Linked DNA regions of Mus musculus: regions 2 and 3 are each linked to region 1. Evidence: chromatin contacts called from public HiChIP or PLAC-seq data. All regions are on one chromosome and are shown on one strand. Each heading gives the region's core, a stretch centred on a gene start, on an enhancer-like site or on the middle of the called end of the contact. The rest is flanking DNA. Distances are from core to core; before and after follow the strand shown. Region 1 overlaps 2010308F09Rik (RIKEN cDNA 2010308F09 gene). Region 2 overlaps Cask (calcium/calmodulin-dependent serine protein kinase (MAGUK family)). Region 3 overlaps Cask (calcium/calmodulin-dependent serine protein kinase (MAGUK family)).

The links. HiChIP or PLAC-seq counts read pairs in DNA pulled down with a chosen protein or histone mark.
Region 2: an H3K4me3 HiChIP or PLAC-seq map of the 230-238 cell line shows a contact between it and region 1, with 13 read pairs. The contact joins two enhancer-like sites. A contact is called at or near these places in 5 of 39 promoter capture datasets (the HPC-7 cell line, hematopoietic stem and progenitor cells, macrophages and 2 more), 5 of 484 Hi-C or Micro-C datasets (the C10 cell line, the HPC-7 cell line, bone marrow-derived macrophages and 2 more), 13 of 115 datasets of contacts at active chromatin or transcription factors (the 230-238 cell line, the NIH/3T3 cell line, the SCID.adh cell line and 9 more) and 4 of 9 other capture datasets (adipose tissue, liver, macrophages and 1 more).
Region 3: an H3K4me3 HiChIP or PLAC-seq map of bone marrow-derived macrophages shows a contact between it and region 1, with 3 times the contacts expected there. The contact joins two enhancer-like sites. A contact is called at or near these places in 1 of 484 Hi-C or Micro-C datasets (embryonic fibroblasts) and 7 of 115 datasets of contacts at active chromatin or transcription factors (the 230-238 cell line, astrocytes, bone marrow-derived macrophages and 3 more).

The regions. Positions count from the first base shown.
Region 1 is chrX:13,241,196-13,243,945 of GRCm38.p6, forward strand. The region is part of intron 1 of 2010308F09Rik (RIKEN cDNA 2010308F09 gene); the gene reads right to left. Among named protein-coding and RNA genes, the nearest start is that of 2010308F09Rik, 5.2 kb to the right of the region's middle. RefSeq lists an enhancer at 1-2,750. Within about 2 kb of position 1,361, at least 363 of the 459 cell types and tissues checked have an H3K27ac peak or open chromatin away from gene starts, as enhancers often do. A contact at or near this core is called in the 230-238 cell line, the SCID.adh cell line and bone marrow-derived macrophages, where this site is marked.
Region 2 is chrX:13,669,170-13,671,919 of GRCm38.p6, forward strand. The region is part of intron 5 of Cask (calcium/calmodulin-dependent serine protein kinase (MAGUK family)); the gene reads right to left. Among named protein-coding and RNA genes, the nearest start is that of Gpr82, 9.2 kb to the left of the region's middle. Within about 2 kb of position 1,327, at least 22 of the 459 cell types and tissues checked have an H3K27ac peak or open chromatin away from gene starts, as enhancers often do. A contact at or near this core is called in the 230-238 cell line and the SCID.adh cell line, where this site is marked.
Region 3 is chrX:13,598,195-13,600,944 of GRCm38.p6, forward strand. Cask (calcium/calmodulin-dependent serine protein kinase (MAGUK family)) reads right to left here. Exons shown (of 27, transcript NM_001284503.1): 10 at 2,163-2,262. Among named protein-coding and RNA genes, the nearest start is that of Gm34836, 30 kb to the left of the region's middle. Within about 2 kb of position 1,362, at least 41 of the 459 cell types and tissues checked have an H3K27ac peak or open chromatin away from gene starts, as enhancers often do. A contact at or near this core is called in bone marrow-derived macrophages, where this site is marked.

The sequences.
Region 1 (2,750 bases), core at 111-2,610:
CATACCACTTAGCAGTTTCTGTTGCCTAAAACTCACTCTCCTATCTTCCCCTCCCCACTTGCCAATGTTTCCTGGCTCCTGGAACTGGTCTAACTGCCCTTTCTAATGCTGACACTCTTCAATACATTCTTCACGTTGTGGTGACCAAGAAGTATAACATTATTTTTGTTGCCGCTTCATAACTGCAAATTTGCTACCGTTATGAATTGTAGTGTAAGCATCTGTGTTTTCCGATACTCTTGGACGACTCTTATAAAAGGGTCTCCAAAGGGGTCTCCCCCCCCCCCCCAGGTTGAGAACAACTTCAAAAGCCCTGCAGCTTGTTTGTGTCTGCAGCTGTGCTTTACACATTAGCATGCAGCTCACCTCACTTGCCTTAGTCTCACTTCTGGGCTCAGTGGAGGCACCCTTCCCTTGCAGAGTGCCCTTGCCTCTGGCATTCTTGCTAGCTCTAAGTTCCACACCGGGCGGTGATTTATGGATGGCCAATTCCTTAGGATCCTGTGAGTCTGGCCAAGTAATTTGGATTCAGTGCGAGGGGGACATTTTAAGCCAGGCAATGACAAAACCAGGCAGTATTTTCTGCAGACTTATATTTCCTGTCGGAGAAAGAACTAAATTAAATGTCCTTTACAAGCCGTGAGACCCCTGGCTTCCTCCCTGTAACTGGTAAACCCTTCCTACCTTATCGGTAAAGGGACAATATGCTTATTTAGGCTGGCATTCCAAAGCATGGCCAGGAAGTCATCCCCGCAGCCCCAGCACCACAAGATGGATGGCAGGCAGCACCGCGGGGAGGAAAGCGGTACTTAGAAGACATTGGAAAAGCACATGCGATCGCTGTGAGCAATCTGCTGGCGAATTTGGAAAATTAGATGAAAGGGACAATCTTCTGGGTGTAAAATAACAGCACTAAGAAACAGAATATCAAGGGCCAGCCAGATATTTCAGTGGATAAAGCTCTCATAGTGCAAACGACGACCTGAAACCGACATAAAGGAGAAAGCCGACTGCACAAAGCTGTGTTCTTTGATCTCCACATGCCCTCCCCCACCCACTCCCTCATCACGCAGGAAAAGAGACACACGAGCTTTTTTTTTTTTTTTAAATTAAAAGAAAGAAATGGAGTAACAAGCCAGGCATGGCGGTACATGCCTGTAATTCGAGCACTCAGACGCAAAGGCAGGCAGGAGGAACACGAGTTTGAGCCTAGCCTGGCCTATATAGTGAGATCTTGTTTTAGCCTTCTCACCATCCTGTCCAGCTTTGTCTCCAGCTAAGATCTTGCTCGACTTTGCTACCCACCACTTTTCCTGTGCAGCTGCCGCTGCCGCTGCGGCGCGGCAGAGTATCCCAGGGTGCCTCTCCTGCCCAGTTCATTTTGATGGCGCTATTAGAACCTACATATGCAAACGAGACACAGTAACAAGATCAGAAAGAAAGTGGTTGAACTCCCTTGAAAGTATAAAGCCAAAAATCCTAAGTATATCAGGAAGTTGTGTTCAGGAGCCGGCAACACGCCGAAACTCTTAAGATGGAGTCGAGGAGATGCTGGGACGCAGGGTCTAGTCCTGAGTTCCTGGTGAGATCAGGCTGAGTCTACACGCAGAAACCATGTCCCTGCCTGGCTTTTCCCGCCTCCAACAGTCTGCTGAGAGTCCTCCCTCAGTCACTCAGGCAGAACTCAGATCCAGGGCTGTGCAGTGGGGGAGGGATTTGTGCCCCCCTTGGGGGAATGTTGGGGGCAGGGGTGGAGCTGCGCACATGCGCACACTCATGCCCTTTGTTCCTCTCGATCCTCAAGTCTCAGAACACAGTAGTGATTATGGGTTTATTTCTCCCCAAGGCGGAGACCAAGTCTCATAAATATTTCTTTCCTCTCTCCAGCCTGAAACGGATGAGGCCAAAAAGATTCTGGCTTGAAGGAACTCCTGGAGAGGATTTGCAACTGCTGGAGCTACTGGGTACAAAGAAAGCCTTTTGGAATCTTGGTTTAAGCTGTGTAGGAAAACGAAAAACATGACCTAGTTAGTTTCCTTGGGTTGTCACATGCCAGCTAAGCCACTAGAATGCAGACTGGGATCTCTCTGATGGATTGCTGCTTGAATGTTAAAGTAATCTCTGAGCTGTTTTAGGAAAGGGTATGGCCACTCTCAGCCAGTGGGAGAGAGTGCTGCTGGAGCTGACTCCACGGCCATCCGGAGTCATTAAGGTTAGGACTATGGGGACATTGCTCTAGGGTTGCCTGTAGATTAGAGGGCAGAGCCTCATACAGAGAACCAGGAAGGCACTAAGTAAAACAGAAGACGAAGCTGGGTGTGGTGGCGCACACTTGTAATCCTAACACCGAGAAAGGAGAGTTTGAGTTCTATGCTAGCCTTATTAAAAACGCGCCACTAAAAAGGAGGAAGACAGAAGGCTGCCCACAGAGTGAAGGGTAGGGGCAAGGTGGGCAAGAGTAAGAGTGCTAGTTTTTAAGGATGTAACCGGATCCGGATGCTGTTTATGTCTGACCGGTAAATAATGAAGACACTGTTCCCATTCAAGTCCATTCAGTTGGGACGGTGAGACGGTGAGATGGCTCAGCCTGTAAAGGTGTTATTTGCTGCCAAGCTCAACTGCTTCACTTTGATTCTCAGGACTCACATGGTGGAAGGAGAGAACCAACTGACTTCTGTAAATTATCCTGGATGCCTTACTTGCTCTCTCTCTCTCTCTCTCTCTCTCTCTCTCTCTCTCTCACACACACA
Region 2 (2,750 bases), core at 77-2,576, 430 kb after region 1:
TTTGAAAATTGCTTTACAGTTCTATTTACCATGTTAAAGATAAATGATATTGGCAAACTAGAATTACTAATATTTAAAAGGTGATATGCAAAGAGGTATGCAGTTTCTCTTCAGATTGCTCATTCTGGCAGGAAATGGAAGCTATATTAAATTATACATTGAGCTTATTTAATATATTTGTCTTTGTATGATTTCTATAAATCATGTTGAATTTTTCAAAGTATTAAAGAGTTGGTTATTTGATATTATAGAAAAATATTTTATAAAGTATAACTTCCTAAATCTATCCTAATTTTAAAGTTTGTATTTTAGAAATCTCAAATAATATTTTAACTATAGAAAACAGGAATGATTCCCTTTTCTTCCTTCCTCATGCACTCTTTCCTTAAGGCAATTGTGAAATTATAAACCAGGAATTTAAACCATTAAGACTGGGCAAACAAAATTTAAGATGCACCATTTAATCTGAAGCAACTCTGTCTTCCCTGGGTAGGAGAGGAAGATGGCCCTTGGTTCTGATTTGATGAGGACTTCCTTACAGCCTGTCAGGATGGGAGCTATGATAGATAAGTAGGTGAAAGGAAAGCCAGCAGGCACACAAAGGGAATTGCTGAGCATTTCAGTAGTGTGGCCTAAAGCTGGGGATTGCCATCTGGTCCCCCCTACCCCCTTTGATATCATTTCAAAAGTTACTAGAGACAGAAACATTTTATAACTGATGGAAAACCTATCTGGTTATATGACACATGCTCCCCTGGGCTCAGGTGAGGAGTATTGGAAGGAACTATTTCCAATAAGCAAAAGAAATATTCATCCTTTAAAAATTTGTGAGAAATTTTTTAGAGTCCAATGATTAAGAGCCTATAATCAGATAAAATGTGGGTAAGATGCTCAAGGACCTTAAAGTCATTCTCAAGTACTAATTATCAGTGAGCTGTTTATAATAAAGACAGAAAGGAATGGGTCTGGATGGGAGAGGAGATGGGAAAGAACTGGGAGTATGGGGAGGAAAAACCATAATCAGAATATATTGTGATGAAAAATATTTTCAATTAAAAAAGAATTAAATGTGAGTTGGTTTTGATGAGAAGTAATTCTTTAAAACTATAACACAGGGACTTTTGGAATTGTGGTAGTTGGTATAAAAGAAATGCCAGTGAGGGAGCACAAGAGGAAGGAACACTACATGAGATCCACACTGCTGCGGCCACCATTGTTTACTGTAACTGTGGAGAATGCACATTTATAAGAAAGTCAGGCACTTAGCAGGTGAAAGGAGAACTGAGACCAGAAAGGGTCCAAAGAGCAGTCAGGCGTGATGACAAAGGCTACAAAGGAAACCATTGAGGAAGCACACCCAGAAACCTTGAGGTAGGAGGCCTTAGATGGAGTGTATATGCACCTGAGGCTAGCAGTTTTGAGAACTAAATACTGAGCTCTCAAACCTCCTGGGCCAGGCCCCACTCAGAATGGAAAGTAATTGTGTTTGGCCAGCAGTCTGTACGCCAAACTGCTTTACTTTGTCTTCAATTACTAAAGTTGTACCAGAGTGAGAGAGAAACAGAGGGCTGAAGTGTGCTGTGTCTCTGCAAACCCAGGCGATGCTTTGGGGTTCAGGGGAGCTGAGAGTCAAGAGTCAGCCAAGGAGCTAGAAGCTGTACTGACCTTGTCAATGGTCTGATTCTATCCAAAGTTCTCTGGAGTCAGGGGTGAGAGGACAAAGGGGGATCACTTCATCATAATGGAAATTTCCCCAACTTTTTACAAGATAAAGAAAGGGAAGAAGATGGATGAAAAAAAGAATATACATACCTCAATTAATGTCTACAAGGAGGTAAACCGCAATATAATATTACAACAATGGGTGTTATCTGAGGGCAGTTTTATGCCTCAGGAGACGTTTTTGGTTGCCACAACTTGGAGGGTTGGAGATATTATACTGGCATTTACTGGGCAAAGGTCAGGGTACTGTTTAGGCATATTAAAACATCTTAGACAGCTTCCCAAAACTAAGTGTCAAACCCCAATCTCAATAGTAGACTGCTGCGAGATCCTACATCATCATGACACGGCTCCCTAAACTGCAAAGACTCACCATTTTAAAAAGTGCAATTTCTTGAGAAATTGCTTCTCCAATGCCAGCAGTTTCCACTGTGGCTTCGTGGTACTATGTACTCAAATCTAACCAAAACACCTCGTTCAACTTCATTATTATGATTTCAAAAGGAAACAGATACCAAGCAGAAGAAAAATGTAATTAATCAACATAAAAATCTGCTTTTAGGTAATCTGGTAAGGCAGGAAAGGGGAAGGGGAGAAGAAAGGAAGAGGGAAAGGAAAGAGAGGGGGAGAGAGAGAGAATGCAAACATATAATTGTTAGCTAGACGAGACAAATTAAACTGAAGATTCCCTCATGAAAGTGGAGTATTGTCATGGCCTTCTATTTTCTTAACTAATTAAAAGGAAGTAAACAAAGATTAACATAACAAAACAAGTGACATTTTAAATAATTAGTCATGTGAAATATATTGGTATTATATGTGAGGGGTGAAGTTGGGGGATTTCTGGATATATATGGATGTCCTGAGACCTAACAGCTATGAAGGTTTTACAATGACTGGCAAGCAGGATTACCCACTAGAATAAACACCGGAATCACACTAAATTTAGGTAAGTTACTAAAGTCCTATTAAGAAATTCTGTTGCCACAACCTTCTAAATACAGCTACAATCTAACTGTTCTTTTCTT
Region 3 (2,750 bases), core at 112-2,611, 360 kb after region 1:
TTTTAATTTTACTTTTCACTTGATTCTAATTCTACTTTTCGCTTGTAGCACCCAGATAGCATCACTGAAAAAGTCCTTTACAGATATTTACCATGGCCATTTAAAATATACACTGCTAGATATAGCTGTCTCTTGTGAGACTATGCCGGGGCCTAGCAAACACAGAAGTGGATGCTCACAGTCAGCTATTGGATGGATCACAGGGCCCCCAATGGAGGAGCTAGAGAAAGTAACCAAGGAGCTAAAGGGATCTGCAACCCTATAGGTGGAACAACAATATGAAGTAACCAGTACCCCCAGAGCTCATGTCTCTAGCTGCATATGTAGCAGAAGATGGCCTAGTCGGCCATCAGTGGAAAGAGAGGCCCATTGGTCGTGCAAACTTTATATGCCCCAGTACAGGGGAACGCCAGGGCCAAGAAGTGGGAGTGGGTGGGTGGGGGAGTGGGTGGGGGAACTTGTGGGGGACTTTTGGGATAACATTGGAAATGTAAATGAAATAAATACCTAATTAAAAAAAGAAATAAAAAAAATCGCCTTCCAACCCAAAGTTATCAAAAAAAATAAATAAAATATATACTGCTTAGAAGATCATGACGTACCCAGAATTAAAGAGACGAAAAAAGAATGTAACAAAGTGAGACTGCAGGAAAGGAAAGCGAAGAAGAAATGTTCAATTGGAAACAATTAATATGAAATCCTGAAGGCAGCCTACAAGACGGTGGAAGGTTTTGTTGTTGTTGTTGCTGTTTGTTTGCTTGTTTAAAAACATAGATTTACACTAAAGGAACTGTTTCAATCAAATCATTTAAAAAATATACTAAAGAGGACCAGGTGATAAAATATATTTAATATAAGCAAGCATGTTTACAAATATAATTTCTTTTTGTAAAGAAAAATTTCAATTCTTCCAGGAAAAGAACACTTAAGGTGCTATTAAGTTGTCAGTGGGCAGAGGAAAATATTAATTAAAGGCAAATTCTCAAGATTAAGGACTATACTGTTTTCTAGGCTCATTTCAAAAATGAAAGTGATAGTCGTTGACCATAAATCCTGAAGAGATAATTTATTCTAAATATAGTAAAGCTGTGCCTCTTTCATGTCATCACAGATACAAAATAAAAATTATGCCTGGATCCATGTTCCCTAAATAGGGCCAACTGTAATCTATGCTGAAAGCCAGAGGGAGATGTTCAACTTCTAAAAATGGTCCAGGGGATGGGAACAACATATAGTAGGAAGAAAAGAAGGGCAGAGATGAAGTGATCCAGAGGACGTGGCCAGTCACAACCATGCCACAGCACAAGAGGAAGCCCAGTCACTTCTCTAAGTTTCTGAATATGTTTGGAAATCACCTTTGCTCAAAAGAGGAAGAGTCATATCCCGATTTGTAAAAGACAAAAGGAGGAAGCACACACCTGCTGGACTAGGAAACTCAGTCTGGTCATTTGCATATGGTATAGGTACATACTGATTGGCAAGAGCTTTTGAATCTGTATGTGCATGAGAAGAGGGCAGAAGCTAAGCACTGACAGACAATTCCAGACCCTCCAGGGAAAAGCACTCTTCTACTGCTGACTGTAGGACATACTACTCATGCTGTAGGACGAGTCCTGAGTCAAGTTTCTAATGCTCATACGCAAATATTAAAGAAGCCAGTTTAAAGAAGAATAGAAAAAAAATCAAATCAGAGGGGAAAATTCCACCACATAAAATTTTCGTCTCTAACAGAAGTAAAGCTGAGGCCAGATGACATATGAGTCAGGAGCTAAGTAAATAAACAAAAGAGAGCTAAGTAAATAAACAAAGCAGGACATTAGAAGGTTTTGCAGTGGGAGAAGATGATCATCGAGATCCAGTGAATCTAACTACAACAATAGAGGGAAGGAAATGCAGTTCAGAGTTTGGACTGTACAAAGGGGAAGAAGTATTGAGGTAAAAAAGAAACTGGCATAATGTTGGTTTGGGAGCATTCAGAGAGGACAGTTTTGGTATTCAAATAAAGAGGAACCAGACATATGTAAGTATGATTTTGTGGGTGACAAACTTCCTTAGAATCTCTCAGAGGACTTGACTAAATAGTCCCACAAAGACTATTCAGAATGGAAGAGAAAAGAGATGGCAAGTGATTCCCACTGGTGAAGAGCAAATTACCCAGTTACCTGAGGAGGTAGGGTCTTCGGAGAAATCTGGCAACTCTTCAGGAGGGTCCCCATAGAAGGAATTGAATTTGTGACTTGACACAGCAGCTAGTACTGCACCCTGCAGGAGAAGATGAAAAAGTACACAATTACAACAAACATGCAAACATAAGGCATTACTAATTGTTATTCTAAGCTTAAGGATTAGTCAGAAAGTGACATTTGTAAGTCACGTTGGCTAGAAGAGAGGGTGGGGGGGGGTGTCACAAAACAACTTCGGAATACTTGACATGAATTCCATATGCAGAATGAAGTGTATAAACTAATTACATTTTGGACTTGCACATATATTAAATGGTACAAAATTCTGTCATAAAATGATGCTGTAGAAGGTTATTTAATGAAATAGGAAGATTCTTGTAATAAATCATATTTTTTAAAAGGTTTCAAAACAGTGCATATTCTGATTTCTTTTTTTGGAAAAATAGTTAACAATTATAAACTAATAAGCATATATCAGCATGTTAACAATGGTATCATTGAGGATTATGAGTTTCTCATTTTTCTCCCTGCTTTCTTTGTGTAACAATGACTATGTTACTCTCGCAC